2 separate regions of the Gasterosteus aculeatus genome follow, and region 2 is linked to region 1. The links are chromatin contacts, called in public Hi-C maps. All regions are on one chromosome and are shown on one strand. Each heading gives the region's core, a stretch centred on a gene start, on an enhancer-like site or on the middle of the called end of the contact. The rest is flanking DNA. Distances are from core to core; before and after follow the strand shown. Region 1 overlaps lrmda (leucine rich melanocyte differentiation associated). Region 2 holds the start of znf503 (zinc finger protein 503).

Region 1 (3,573 bases), core at 1,059-3,558:
TTTACACACACACACACACACACACACACACACACACATTCATACACTTTAAGCGATAGTAAAGAAAGACCTTTCACAAAAGGGCCTCACTACAAGGACCTTTGTTAAGGGAGACAGTCAAGCATGAACAGGAAGAAAGAAAGGCCAATAGAAAGAATAGTAAAAGGGAAAGAAGGGATAAAGAGACTTCACAGGGAATACTATTTTAAACACACACAAAAAAATAGAATAAACAGGGCTTAACTTACTGCTTCCGACTTTGGTTTGACCACTTTCATGAATGCTCCTCTTGCCTGCGCCTCCATCATTTCTTTCGGAGTTACCTTCCTGGTGTCCAGAAACTTCAGCTGGGGCAACTTGTGCAGGACAAAGTACCTACGGGGAAAACAACGATTCAACTTCAAGCCGTAGCGTAGCATTGCTTTAAAAGGTCCCGCGGTGAGCCGGCTCTTAACAACGAGACAAACATAGATTCTAAGGAAGTGACTCGCTAATCAAACCGACACGCATACTAATATGTAAATACATGCGTCAACAAAACTTGAAAAGAAGCCGTGTTTACTGAGATTTAATGTAGGTGCAGATATAATGGTGATATTTTCTTGCATGTAATAACCTTCAAAGCTGATAAGAATAAGCACGACATATAAATAGCACAAAAGGAGATACAACCCGTCTGCCAGAGCTGTCATTCTGGCAGCATCAACACAGATATCTCTCGAAGCTTTCAGACACACTCTTGTCTTTCATTGGTAGGGAGAGAAACGTCAAAAGATAATGGTTGGAATACATAGACGACAACAGATCCTTTCACAGGCAGGCAGGGATAGAGGAACCAGCATGTCAGGGCTGAACCGGTAGCCAAAGAGGACATGCATTCAGCGCCTAAGTGGAGGGTGAGAAAGGACGGGGGATGCGGGCACAGACGAGACCTGAGCGCAAAGAGCCGGGACAAATCGATGACGGGCAATGGGCGATGAGGGGAGATGGCAAAGCTCGTGTCAAGTTCTCATCACTTGAGGATTATAAGAAAGGGATGCAGGGATCACGTTTAGACTGACACGGAACGGATGGTATCTCCATGCAAAACGCAAAACGCGAAACGTCTGAAATAGTTTGAAAGGTACACAAAACAGAGTGCGTATCCACAAAAATACATTTGGCCTTAAATTAAAAACATCAGCATAGGGTGAAATGACTTGTTCCTAATAAGAGCTCCTTTTCCGATGAGAGCACCAGCACTTAAATTCAAGAGCCCCCAATCCTATCCTGTGTCTCCCTCCCTGTAAGAGGACTTTGTTCGGGGGCATTTCCATGATGAAACGTGAAGATGCCCTTGGGAGACGTGCAGGGAGGTTATTCTCCGTAGGTAACCCACCATCACAGGGTCAGAGCCGATGACAAGGCTCTGTCAGCCGGTAGGGATATTAATGATTCACACCCACCAAAGCGGGAGGAACCGAGAGCACACAGGGGGTGAGGGGGGAGGGTGGGGGAGAGGGGGGACTGCAAGGAAAGAAAAAACTCACTCTCACACACTTTGTTTAGCCGTTTCAAACATGTGATAACAACAATGGGATTCCCGCTGCCCTTGGAGGTGGATGTTGTAGATAAAATAGATTTATGCTGCTATCATACTTTCCTCAAATGTACTTTTGTTTACAGTCTATAATTCGTAGGAAAATGGTTGGATAGGTTAATAAATAAATAATACTTATTTGCTAGAAGCTGCCCTTGATATTTCAATGTATTTTGCTTGAAAATTCCAAATAAAGAAACACTTTTTGCCAATATTTGATAGGAATTACTGATGAATAATAGTTCCAATAAAAGAGTTATCAATCACTAACCTAGTATCACATCTACGGAGGATAACAAAAGTGACATTGAGGGCCATTAGAAAAAGGTTGAGTGAGCATTACAGTCAGTGGCTGAGGGACCTCAGGCCAAAGCTCTTTGATGTGAAACGAAACGAGATCGGACAAACTGATAACTTTCCCCAAAGAGCATCAAGAGACATGTTAATATTTAAACAATGCAGAAACAAAGAGAAAAGAAAGAGGTTGACATACATATCAGTAGTTTAATAGTTCCCTGAGGAGATGCATAATCAGTAGCCTTTGTGAACATATAATACTACAGCCTTGAACTCTGGTATTATTGTAGTACCACAAATGGCCACATTGGCCGGCTAAAGAACGGGACACCATTTAACCTCCAGCCACACTGCATGCTGTGTGAAAGAATACCGTGTTTCTGTGTCGTTGCACTAATTGGGGCACCGATGCAACGCGCGAGGGTAGTTCAGACCTCTCGGGGCATTGGGCTGGGTATTTATTGCCCAAGGCCAATGCTGTCACGACCTCCACACAGCCTAACCTTGTCAGACATGAAATCTGCATCACGCTCAAACTGATGTTTTACTCTGTGACACATTATGAATATTACATTACAGGACTCTAGACGTTGTCAGTCAAAACAGAACAGCTTTCCTCACCGGCAAAGATAAGCATGCGGGGCGAGGGGGAAAGGGGGGAGCTGGAGAGGCAAAGTGAGAGAGGGAGGCGCGAGGGTTGAGGCGAGGAGGGGGATGGAGGGGGGGGGGCAAAAAAGGAGAGAAGAAAGATTATTCAAGAAAGGCATGGGTGGTAAATGATTAATAGGCAACGCAGAGTCAGAAACAAGCACTTAGGGCAAAAACAGACAAAAGAGAGTGTGCTTTTCGCCTTTTATCACATTTCATGTAAAGGACCCTGACAAATGGTGGTCATATTGCATGGCTCCAGGCCTGGCTTGATGTTTAATGCATCATCTGTTCTGGTAAGGTAGGGTAGTAAACACTCATTTGTGGTGGCGACTAGTCACACATGAAATCCATTTTGCAAACTGGAGTGTAGAGGGGCCAGTTGACAAAGCTTTTAGAGTGATGTGGTTGGATCCGCAGTCTGCAAGTGAAATGTAGGGGGGGGGGGCTGGATGTTTTAGAAAAAAGGAACATCTCCACATCCATTACTTACAAAAAGCTACGACTCTGAATAGCTCAGGATCAAAACTGTCTGACTAGAAAATAAAAACACACCCCACCCTAAACACGATCTCTCCATCTATCTAAACGGGTCATGTGTGAAAGCTGTGCCTTATTCATGTGCCACGTCGCCGTCACAGTCCGCGTAGTAACTGACCTGTATCTCTGGTAGTCGTCCTCATCCTTATCCGGGCTGACCAGCTGGTTGGGGCAGGCCTCATTTCCCAGCAGGCTTAGGTACACCAGTGACGGGGTCACATCAGCCAAGTGTTCCAGCAGGTCCTCGATATCAGTCAGGTGTCAAAGGGCGGATGTCAAGGACCTAACGCTGTTAATTACATTAGCATTTACTACCCGCGTGGCCCCTTCCGTGCCTGTCCGCACTAAAACAAATCACTGTCAAATTTAGCGAAGTGCTCAAAGGGGTTAGTCAGTGGCTTTGTGCGACCGGGCAGCCAGAGGGGCAATTTAAGGTGCAGGCTTTGGCATATAGTAGTGACACGATTTGGCTGCCGCTCTCTCTCTCTCTCTCTTTTCTCTCGATCTCT
Region 2 (3,563 bases), core at 920-3,419, 120 kb after region 1:
GCTTAGTATGATTCCAGGTAATGTCACGTTACGGACTTTCCCCGCAAACCTGTGCTTCTTCCGTGGAGTTTTAGAGAAATCTTTTGGAATTCGTGCATGTGCTTTCTTGTAGGTTGTAACACTCTCCTGTGCATATTGTGCCACGTTTCATCCGTTACTGCGTCTTTTTTTTTTTAATTGTTTCATGGCTGGAAGATCGCCACAAAATAATTAATGTTAATTGAACGAAAGCTTAAATAGAATAAGAATAACTTTATGTTATGCGATCCAACAGTCGAAGCCCAATAAAAATGTGACCACTTTGTAAATGATACATTTAGCTCAGGTGAGATGCAGGTGCTCTTAGGAAAGTGGGTTAATTTTATCATTTAATTTGTATCATGTGTATTTACATTGAAATACGTTGCTTCATAGCAACAAGTTTACAGTAAACCCTCAAATCCAACACACTCCTTCACGAGATGTAAATCTTTCATTTGCATGCAAAGAGTGATTCATAAGCATGTCAGTGTTGTAAAATATATGCGGATATTAAAACTTTCTATTTAAATATCAGGAATTATAGTCGCTAAAATGTGTTCCCATTTAAGGGGAATGCCGAGAATGTTGGCGCAGAAGCCCATTCGTCATGCGGACAATAAAGAGGGTTTTCACCTGACAGGGAAAATTTATGGTTGCCCTTCTTTGCCCTAATAACTCACATATTGTGTCACGGACTGACAGTCCTTGCAGAAAACAGCAAGCCTGTTATCAATCACACATCTTTGCATATTGTGAAACGTCCCTCCCCCTCATGTAGGACAAAAACAATGGAAACATTTGAGGGAATAGAGCTCAACTCCTTTACACGTTGTTCCCCCTCTTCTAAACTCACATTAAAATAAATGCGGTTCATTTATATGACGCAGTATCTCAACATTGACTTATTTAATCATTTATTCCTTGTTTTTATTGATCAGTCCATAGTTTGCAACGTAGTGCTCACCCATGCAGACTATAGGCAGGCCTGTAAACTGAAACCAAGCTTTTTTCAACTTTTACCTAAAATATTTTTTGCCAGTTTAATTTCTACATTTTTTGCCAAAGATTGTTATTTTTATCTTATGGAAAAACATAATTTGCTGTATTTGATTTATTTACCACAACTTTCATTCTACATTGTATTCATGGCAGATTATGAACTCAAATAAATTTTAACCATCACGGCTGTTTTTGTTTTGTTTGGTCTGTTTTCCACCAGGAAATATAATTTAGCCCCTTCGACTGTCCACTCCAGGTTTTCATGCTCTCCAAGTTGACCTGTCAAGCAGATTATCACAGAAAGAGATTAATGGCAAAGGCGGGTTGCAGTAATAATCGTTTTGTTTGATGTGACAACTTTGATAGGCGTTGATTTACTTACAAACTGATAGGCTTTTAATTGAGCGCCTCCATCCCGATTGAGATGAAAGGAAACCCGCATTGAAAAGCTGCCCGATTGCCCCGGAGCCTCAGTACTGATTAGGCATCTCAGCGGTGAATAGTTCAAGGCATTTTAAACTTCTTTTCTCAGCGGCCTGACAGACCATTTCTCCCCTTTTCTTTCTCCCCTGTCCGCTTCTCTTTGAGAAAAATAAATCATTTTCATTGTATGTAAATAAAATCGAGCTGACATCAATATAAAATGTCTGGATTTTCTTCTTCTTCTTCTTCTTTTTTGTTCCCTGTCTTTGTTGTTCTTGTTGCAGATGACAGTGTGCCCGAGGCAGATGACAGGTTCTAAAAACACAATAGCAGATGTGTTTAGCCAAAATGGACAGGGTTCTGTTCCGTGATGTTTTACACATTATCAATTTTCAAATCAATGTTTTCTTCTCGCAGATTGTTTGTGCAAACCTGTCTGAAAGGGCTAAAGTTGATATAGCATAAATAATGGATATTAATTTATTCATTCCAACTATATTTTATTTAATAACGTGATCTGTTCTTTTTTGACGGGTTTCTTTTTTTTTCATTTGTTTCGGACGCTTTTCGGTTTAACTGTGTTTCCCCGTTTTCTGTTAACGCCGATTACAGCAAAAAAAAAGGCATTTTAACACCTTAAAGCCCTGCCAGCTGCACACAGTGAGCTGCACTGAGAGTTAACATGTCACCATGTGTGCCACCTCCGGGGTTGTTTGATGATGAACTAAAAAGTTATAGACTTTTGTGGGGGGGCAGAGAAGAATGGAAACCTAGTTTAATCCTCTGCTTTTGGACTTTGGGGGGGGGGAGGTCGGCGATTGGCGATGCGTCTAAAAATGAAATGTTAACTCGAGGATCGATTTATTTCCCCTGGAAACTTGGTGTCTTCTTGCCGAATTGTCTCTACCCATTTGTTCTTCCCCCCCGCAGTCACAGTGGCATGTAATCAGCCACAATAGCTGACATAAATCAAGCGGTGGATTGACAGCGTCTGACAAATAACTGATTGATTGCGGTGGAGCAGAATTGACACTTGACGGAGGGGTGGAGATAGAAATAGAAGGGCGGTGTATATTATACTGAAAACATGTGACAGTCACATCCCTCCATCACTACATTGGTCTATTCCTGTCAACGCTTGTCTGTTTAGGGAATTCAAGCTGAAGCGGTTGGTTTTATGTTTGCAGGTCCAGGATGAAGTCCCCGGTCCGGACGCGGTGGCGCAAACGTAGCGCGTCTCTCGGGCTACAGACCGTCAGAGAATCACAAATAACATACTTGTTAACGTATTATTATTATTATTATAACGTAGTATTCTGGTGATGATGATGTGTATTTCACCTGTAAGCCTAAACCCGAGTTAGCTTTAACAATGACTGCCAATGAAGCAGTAACAAGTCGGTTCTCTAAGCGTAGATTTTGTATTTATGAAAACGAATGTGTTATTGATGATACAGACACGAACTAGACGCAGCAAAAACACCTCTGTAAACGTGGCCTTCGTTGTCCAGATGGGTTGACCATCTATTCTGTTACTTACTCACTTTTCTGTGTCCCGGTCGCCCCGCGTCTAAACAAAGAAAGAATCCGCGCGAGCGTTCACGCGAACCACAGTATATAAAACCTCATCTCCTCCCCCGAGCTGTCGAAACACAGGCGCTTACAAAGAGGAGAACGTCACATCCCCTTGACCCTCCAATCACCTCGGGGTCCCATTTGATTGGAAGGCGGCAACGGCTTTAATCTCGGACTAATTCAGCTGCTTTTGAAAAGTGAACATTTTCTACTAGTTCGCACTTGAGGGAGTAGGGAGCGAGGACCTGCGAGAGACAGACGCACTCAAGGCGCGACGCTCATGGTGCAGGACACAGCCACGGATCCGCGATAAACTCGCACGGTCTCCATCCAGCTGCCGCGCCTTCGCCCCTTTTACCCGGATTACTCGTTATCGAACAGTTTCACCATTCTTTCCTTTTCTGTTCACCTGACCAACCCAGAGAAAGAGAGAGAGAGAGAGAAAGAGAGGGAGAGAGGGGGAGTCTGAATGTGCGTTTTGGTTTTCTTAATGAATCCAAGAAAAACATCGCCGTTTCATTTCCTGACAATTGGGACATGATCAC

The links. Hi-C and Micro-C count contacts between places; a contact is called where the count stands out from the background.
Region 2: a contact with region 1 is called in a Hi-C map of skeletal muscle, with 3 times the contacts expected there. The contact joins the promoter of znf503 here to the enhancer-like site in region 1. A contact is called at or near these places in 4 of 6 Hi-C or Micro-C datasets (skeletal muscle, tail fin and whole body).

The regions. Positions count from the first base shown.
Region 1 is chr6:13,022,358-13,025,930 of fGasAcu3.hap1.1, forward strand. It overlaps lrmda (leucine rich melanocyte differentiation associated), which reads right to left. Exons shown (of 7, transcript XM_040179117.2): 4 at 3,183-3,322; 5 at 249-375. Among protein-coding and RNA genes, the nearest start is that of lrmda, 120 kb to the right of the region's middle. Within about 2 kb of position 2,309, at least 1 of the 9 cell types and tissues checked has open chromatin away from gene starts, as enhancers often do.
Region 2 is chr6:13,143,277-13,146,839 of fGasAcu3.hap1.1, forward strand. znf503 (zinc finger protein 503) reads left to right here and starts at 2,170. Exons shown (of 2, transcript XM_040179201.2): 1 at 2,170-3,563. The coding sequence starts at 3,556. It overlaps LOC120820934 (a long non-coding RNA gene), which reads right to left and starts at 3,079. Exons shown (of 3, transcript XR_013467922.1): 1 at 2,988-3,079; 2 at 1,403-1,758; 3 at 921-1,299.